2 separate regions of the Mus musculus genome follow, and region 1 is linked to region 2. A link is a contact called in public promoter capture Hi-C data. All regions are on one chromosome and are shown on one strand. The core of a region is the stretch at or near the end of the contact, and the rest is flanking DNA. Distances in the headings are between cores, read along the strand shown.

Region 1 (3,871 bases), core at 433-2,932, 2.1 Mb after region 2:
ATTACAGTTGTTGTGAGCCACCATGTGGTTGCTGCAGGACCTTTGGAAGAGTAGTCATTGCTCATAACCACTGGGCCATCTCTCCAAACCAACACACAATATTTTAAGGTTAGAAACTTTTATATGTGTTGAGAAGCTCAAAAAGTTGTAATTCTATTTTGAAAGTTGAAGGTAAGATAGATAGTCCAGTAAAGCCGGGCATGGTGGCACATGCCTTTAATCCCAGCACTCAGAAGGCAGAGGCAAGCTGATTTCTGAGTTCAAGGCCAGCCTGGTCTACAAAGTGAATTCCAGGACAGCCAAGGCTATACAGAGAAACCCTGTCTCAGAAGAAAAAAAAAAAAAGTAATCCAGCAAGTGAAGAGAGTCAGCATAGTTATAATATTCTGTGAAGGTTACCTATAAAAAGGCAGTATTCCTTTCATGTAGAATCATTTCAAATAAGAATGGAAAAATACCTGCGAGCCATGCTTAAGGCCTAAGTATTTATGACCTCACACCTTTCTTAAGTATTTGTAAACCTGAAAGTATTTGGGACTCTCCAAACAAGACTATAAACATATTTTTCAAAACACTGTTTTTACTTTATCAGTTGTAATCCGATCCAAATTCAGGAACCTTCTGATATCACTCAACTTCCTTAGCAGAGCTTCCTACATAACCTCAGACATCACCAACACTGTATACGTAACATGCAAAGTGGAAGTCCCCACACTTTGATGTGTCTTACGCTGTCATTGAGCACATCTATCAGTCCCTCTATTTTATATTAAAATCACTTGTAGCCCGGCGTGGTGGCACACGCCTTTAATCCCAGCACGCGGGAGGCAGAGGCAGGCGGATTTCTGAGTTCGAGGTCAACCTGGTCTACAGAGTGAGTTCCAGGATAGCCAGGGCTACACAGAGAAACCCTGTCTCGAAAAACCAAAAAAAAAAAAAAAAAAAAAAAAATCACTTGTAGACTCCAACTCTGCTTCATACAGGCTCGCCCTGGAATTTTTTTCCTGTGGCAAATTCAAGAATCCCAACTTCACTTGAATGGAGATCTCTTGAAAAAAAAAAAATCCAGTTGCTAGGGTGACTATCTACAACCTGTGTCCCTGGGCCCTGGCTCGCTGCCACAGACAGGTTCATTATTTTACATGGATATAGTTTATAATGTGCCCAAAGTACTATAATACTAAGAGCAAAAATATAAATATAACAGGCACATGTTACCATTTAAAAACATTCCCATCCCTGAGGCTGTTTGAATGGCCTTAGTTCTGTAGTCATTAATGGAGGTATCCGAACCCTGGGGGATTGGACTTTTATTGCACTTCTGAGTCACGGGTCTGCCAATCTTGGAAAGCCTAGGCTCCCCAAGAGACAGTCAAGTCATCCAGCTCTCCAGCCTCGAGGTTGCCAAACGATGGACTCGTCACCAAGGCAACCACGTTCCTTCGTCTGGGCGTGGCCCGGGTGAGAGTTCAGAGGTGGTGCTTAGGCCGCTCAAGAACCAGAGCACCAGTGCGGAAGAAGTCTGGGCGTCTCCCACAACACTAGCCCGCCCGGCCCTGCGCGGAGGAAACCCCGCCTACCCTGCGCTGCTGTGCCGCACACATGAATCCGCCTCCGGCAGAACCAGGCGGCAGGGGGCGGGACGAGACGCACAGCCCCGCCTCCGAGCGCGCGTGCGCACTGACCCCTGGGAGGCACGAGCGCAGTTGATCTTAGCCATGGGAACGGGAGCGGTCCTGGAGGCCTCCGGTCAGCTGCTGGCGGGGCCCGCATCCATCCTCGGGCAGGAGTTCCCAACCGACTTCAGCTGGGGAGATGTGGTCCCAGGACGCCCTCGCGTCGCCTCTCCCCTGCGGTGACTCCAGGTATGTCCGTCCCCAACACACCTGAGACTTCGTTGCTGCCTTAGTTTCCACCCCTGGGTACTACTGGGTTCCTTCACCTTTTAATACCTCAAGAAACATCTTTCGCTCTCCATGAAACAGCTTTTAAATGCAATTATTGCTCTTTTTAATGTACTGAGCAAATTGAGTTGATCGAGGTAGTGATCCAGTTTGGCTTTAATGTGACTGAGAATACTTTTGCAGCCCGTGGAGTTACGTTTTATTTCTGAGAGGCCTCTGTGAAATGGAGAATGGCCCTTTGGCCCTGCTGAGGGATGGCCATGTTACTCTAATCAAGTTCATGGCCTATGCCCCTTAGGTAAGATCACTCTTTCTTGGTTTATCTCTGTCTCAAGCCCTCCTGACCAAAATTTGTTCATTCTTGGCCTCCTGGATATGTATAGCGCGTTTCTCAGGTTTCTCTGTCTCTATATAATCCTTTGCGTGTCAAAGACCAGAATTTTTAAAAATGAATCCCATTCGTTATTTATTAGACCTCTGAATTGTATGCTCTCTTATTCTCATGTTCCCCTTATTCATTTTTTCCACTATGGTTCTATTTTTTTTTCATTAAATCCCTGAGTTTAGAGAGAGAGCATTCATATTATTTTATATCTGCTTCCATTCACACCCAATCACCCATAATTTCTCACAGCATCCAGTACAGATATTGCCATTTTAGTGATTTAACTGCCTGGATCCCAGGCTAGCTACAGGTTATGCCTTTCCTACCTTTAGGAAATGCCTATTGGTTATTAACTGCTGTGGAAAATCCCGGGCAGGGGACCTTTGCATCCTCCTCTGTGAGAGCTTTCCTGAGGTACATACAATTCATTTTCTGGAAGTATACAGCTTACTGGTTTTGAGCATCTCAACAGGTTTGCACAATCATCTCTACAAGTTGGTTTCGGAGCAATTTGATTACCTCCAAAAGAAATCTTTTCTATTTAGCTGCTTTTTCTCTCTCCTCCCCAATATTCCTGCTATTAGTTGTAGGCAATCACTAATCTTTAGTCTCAACAAAATTATTTCAGATACTCGATATAAACACAACCTTAAAACATGTGATCTGTGTGCGTGCATCTAGCGAATTTTATGTTGCAGCTTGTATTATTCATTATTGTTTATTAGTATATTAGGCAGATATGCCCTGTATTATTTAGCCATTAGCCATTGGCAAAAAGAGTTTGCCAGTACTAATAATGCCGTGGACATTTTGTATAAATTTTTATGTAGGCATGTTTTCATGGATATAATACCTGGTAATGGAATAGGTATGTCAGAGGCTAATTCCCTTGTTTGGCTCTTTGAGAAACTGACAGATTTTTTTTTTTCCCAAAGCATAGCACCACTCACTGTACATCCCCACTAGATGTATTTGAAGGTTTTACATTAACCTCATCAACACTTGTTCTAGGCTTTCATTTTTATTTTAGCCAATCAGAGAAATTCACACTATCTCATGGTAGGTTTGGCTTGCATTTCCTCATGGCAAGCTTCATTTCCAGCATGGTCTATCACCCAGAAACTGTCAATTCTTATCCTTAGTTTATCTTTTTAAAACCAGGTTGTATTTTCATCATTGAATTGGGAGAATTAATTAATTAGCTAGTTAATTAATTAATATAGCTGAGATGCAGATCTCTAATTGCAGCCTTTTGCCATTCTGCAAATAGCTTCACTTCCCTGATGGCCTGGGCTCTTAACCGCTCTCGTTCAAGAGTGTTAGGTGCCAGTGTCCTCAGGCCAGCTTGGGTATCAGGTTTTACCTTTTATAACTTTTTATATTCCTTTCAAGTCCTCTATTCAAGAATCCTCAGAATTTGCCTGGTGGTTCCTGCCTTTAATCCCAGCACTCAGGAAGCAGAGTCAGGTGGATCTGTGAATTTGAGGCTAGCCTGGTCTACAGAGTCAGAGTTCTGTATCTTGTATTCATAGAATAATGATATGATGCATTAAAGAATAAACCTAAACTAAAAAGCTGCCTA
Region 2 (3,599 bases), core at 1,060-3,559:
GCACTAACTACTCTTGCAAAGATCCTGAGTTCAAATCCCAGCAACAACATGGTAGCTCACAACCACCTGTAATGAGATCTGGCACCCTCTTCTAGTTCCTCTGAAGATAGCTACAATGTACTTATGTATAATAATAAATAAATCTTTGGGCCAGAGCCAGCAGGAACTGAGTGAGCGGGATTGACCTGAGCGAGCAGAGGTCCTAAATACAATTACTAACAACCACATGAAAGCTCAAAACTATCTGTACAGCTACAGTGTACTCATATACATAAAAACAAATAAATAAATAAATAAATAAATCTTAAAAAAAACAAAAAACCCTAGCCAGGCGTGATGGTGCACGCCTTTAACCTCAGCACTCGGGAGGCAGAGGCAGGTGGATTTCTGAGTTCGAGGCCAGCCTGGTCTACAGAGTGAGTTCCAGGACAGCCAGGGCTATACAGAGAAATCCTGTCTCGAACCCCCCCCCCCAAAAAAAAACCCAACCAACCAACCAACCAAAAAAACCCTCTATCTTTAAATGCACTCTCATTCTGAATTACTGAGCATCAGGACTTCAGCTCATGAATTCCCAGGGACACAACTCATCTTGATAATATTGCTGAAGACTACACAACCAAAAACTCACTAAAAGTTTCTGGAAATTGCAAACAATAAATGATGCTTTTGTTGTTGTTATTGTTGTTCCTTCAAGAAAATCTACTAACATTCAGTAGGAGCAGTGACTCTCTGGCATCTGATCCATCTCAAACTCCTATTTCTCTAATCATTTTCTTAGCCCAGGCCATTCTGGTGACAACTCTACTGTAGATGGGTGTGACCATGAACACGGGGCTCCATCTCCTCTCCGTTCCCAACCTAGAGACAGAGCATCTCATCAGGAAGGGAAGGTCACTGGCATCTTAATCCCTTCCAAGTGCAGGTCACAAGGACATGACATGCACAGTGAAAGCGCTGGGTACAGCAGACTGAGAAATCTCCAGACACCCCCTCAACCTTTTTGTTCAAGTGATAAAGACTATACACCACTAGAAGTCCAGAAAAGTAGATCCTGCTGGTCTACACTGCACCTAGAATAATGACTGAGGCTGCTTGTGCCCAGGAGAGTCAGTTCTGAACTCTCCCCAAAGAAATGACTTTATTAAATAAGAGTATGGAGAAACGGTCAGGCCTAAAGTCACTCCAAAAAAATAAAAAAAGTTTTCCTTAAGTAAGAACAAGATGCCAGTGCATAAGCCACTTAGTTCACCAGAGAGACCTAAGAAAAGAGACAGTGAAGAATCATCCTGGGCTTAAAATAAATTTCAACCACTGACCTCAAAACCATCTGCCAAAATGTATTAGGCTGTGGAACAATGTATGCTCTGAGAATTAAAACAAAACAAAAACAAGTTATCGGTGAGCACTTCATGTAATATTACAGCTGGAAATAAGTGAGGCAAACACATCCCAAAAAGTGATATGGAATGAGCCCTGCTAAAACCACTATCGCCCAGATGACCCACCCAGGGCTGTAATCTCTGAGAAACAGACTTCACTAGAATTGCCTTGCCAACTCACTAAACAATCAAACAACAAGAGGAACAGAAGATGGAGAGCCACAAGGGGAATCAACATCTAGAATTACAGACCCTAAAACCCTAGTTTCCAAGAAGAGATTTTTGAGTTGTGCAAAGACAGGAAAATATAACCCATATACAGGAAAGCAAAGAACAGGCAATAAAAACTACCTCGGAGAGCCAGGGGGTGACAAAGCCTCATTACGAATGTGTTAGAGGAAATTCGGGGACTCATGCTTAAAGAGTTAAAATAAGTCAGTCAACAGGGACAACACAAGATTCAATTAGTAAAGTAGCCAGGACAAAAAGTAGATGCCTGTTTGCCTAGGGCCAGGGTAAAGGGGCTGGTGACCTCCTCCTACATTCGTCTAACTGGTGATATTTTGAAAGGGGAAAGTTCCTGAGAAAACTGTCATAGTGACCTTACTAGGCACTGGTGGGCACGACAGGGTCACTCATCTCTAGAGCATCACCCTGATCCCTCCGCCTACCGCCCCTTCTAGGGCTTTTCGAGGGACCACAGCCGGCAAGCGCCTCTTCAGTCGTGAGCTCCGAGATAGACGCATTTCCCGCTTTCCCTCTCCATCTCCCGCAGGAGGAACAGGGCCCGGACATGCGCACTGAGTTGCTGGCGGGGAGTGGGTGGGGCTCGCGCGCCTGGCTGGCTCCTTGTGCGCATGAGCGGAGCGGCCGCCAGAGCGGAAGTGGAGCTGCGGCGGGGAGGTGGAGCGGGAACGCGCTGAGGCTGGGTGAGCGGCTGACATGGCGCACTTGGGGCGTCTTATGGTTCCCCTGGCAGCTCTGGTCCTGCTGCTCTGGGCGGTCCCTGGGGCCCACGGACGGCGGAATAACGTGCGCGTCCTCACCGATGAGAACTGGACGTCGTTGCTGGAAGGAGAGTGGATGATAGAATTGTGAGTGCGGGGCGCTTGTCTGGGTGGCGGTGGCCTCCGCCGCCCCGTCCCTCAAGCTGGACACCTGACCAGCCCATCTTCCTCGGCCAGGTCTTGAGGTCCCAGCCTTTGCCGCCCCCAGCTCCAGGGTCATTTCCTAACCGGGAATATTACTTTTCTATCTAAGCGTGCACTGAGCCTCGTCGTTGCTAAGCACTGTGGTGCGATTAAAGGATTACGAGCTACATCGAATTCTCTGGAACAGACTAGCGGATTTGAGGGTGGGATTGGGTTGCGATGGAGGTCTTGGCTGTTTCTATAGACTTTTAGTGATCTTTTGTAGACATCCAGACTTTAAGTCTCCAAATTTTTACAAAAGTTGATATTGAACAAAATCTTGCTTTTAACCTGTCATTCGGAAATTGCTATGTTTATTCGGAAATTGGTATTTGTAATGCCTGAATTTTGAGCTCTTTATTTATTTTTATTTTGTGAGTTAGTTTTTTTAAATTGTAAATGCCAAATAAATGGGAATATATTAAAATCTTTATTTTCTTTTTTTTTCTTCTTGCCTACATTCATTTCTTTTGATATGAACCTCATTTTTCCTTGACCGGTGCGTTTGCAATTTAGAGAATGGCTTGAATTGTGATTTACAGGCCTGCGAATGGTATTGCACATGCATTAGTATGATTATTGATAGGCCCTTTAAATACTCCAGTTCATCATTTACTATTCAAACAAAATCACTTATCTTGTGTGATAATTCTACTTCAACAGTGTCCGCCGTCCTGCTGCTGTAGGAAATAAACTACCTTTGGCCTTTGTCTTAGATGATAAATTAGTGGAATGGTTAATTGACAGTGTTCCTGATACGGCATTATTGATGTGGCGAAAGCACCACCATTGAATGGTCATTGTTTACTGACACTACCCAGTATCTTTACATATGTTTTGGGGTGGGTAATTATTCTACATAATTCCTTATAGTAGATAACCACTCCCATCCCCTGCTTTACCGATTGGCCTGTTCAGATGCTGTCATAGTAGCTTTGTTGGGCTTCAAGAGTAAATATATGCAAGCGTTGTTAGCAACCCTTAAGCAAGATTCTGGTGTTTGCCTATGTTGTGATTGTGTTTAGGG

What was found. Promoter capture Hi-C pulls out the DNA fragments that hold promoters and counts their contacts.
Region 1: a contact with region 2 is called in a promoter capture Hi-C map of pre-B cells, with 6 times the contacts expected there. The contact joins the promoter of Pcnx4 here to the promoter of Tmx1 in region 2. A contact is called at or near these places in 2 of 39 promoter capture datasets (liver and pre-B cells).

What each region holds. Positions count from the first base shown.
Region 1 is chr12:72,534,675-72,538,545 of GRCm38.p6, forward strand. It overlaps Pcnx4 (pecanex homolog 4), which reads left to right and starts at 1,683. Exons shown (of 11, transcript NM_026327.3): 1 at 1,683-1,865.
Region 2 is chr12:70,450,845-70,454,443 of GRCm38.p6, forward strand. It overlaps Tmx1 (thioredoxin-related transmembrane protein 1), which reads left to right and starts at 2,310. Exons shown (of 8, transcript NM_028339.1): 1 at 2,310-2,476. The coding sequence starts at 2,325.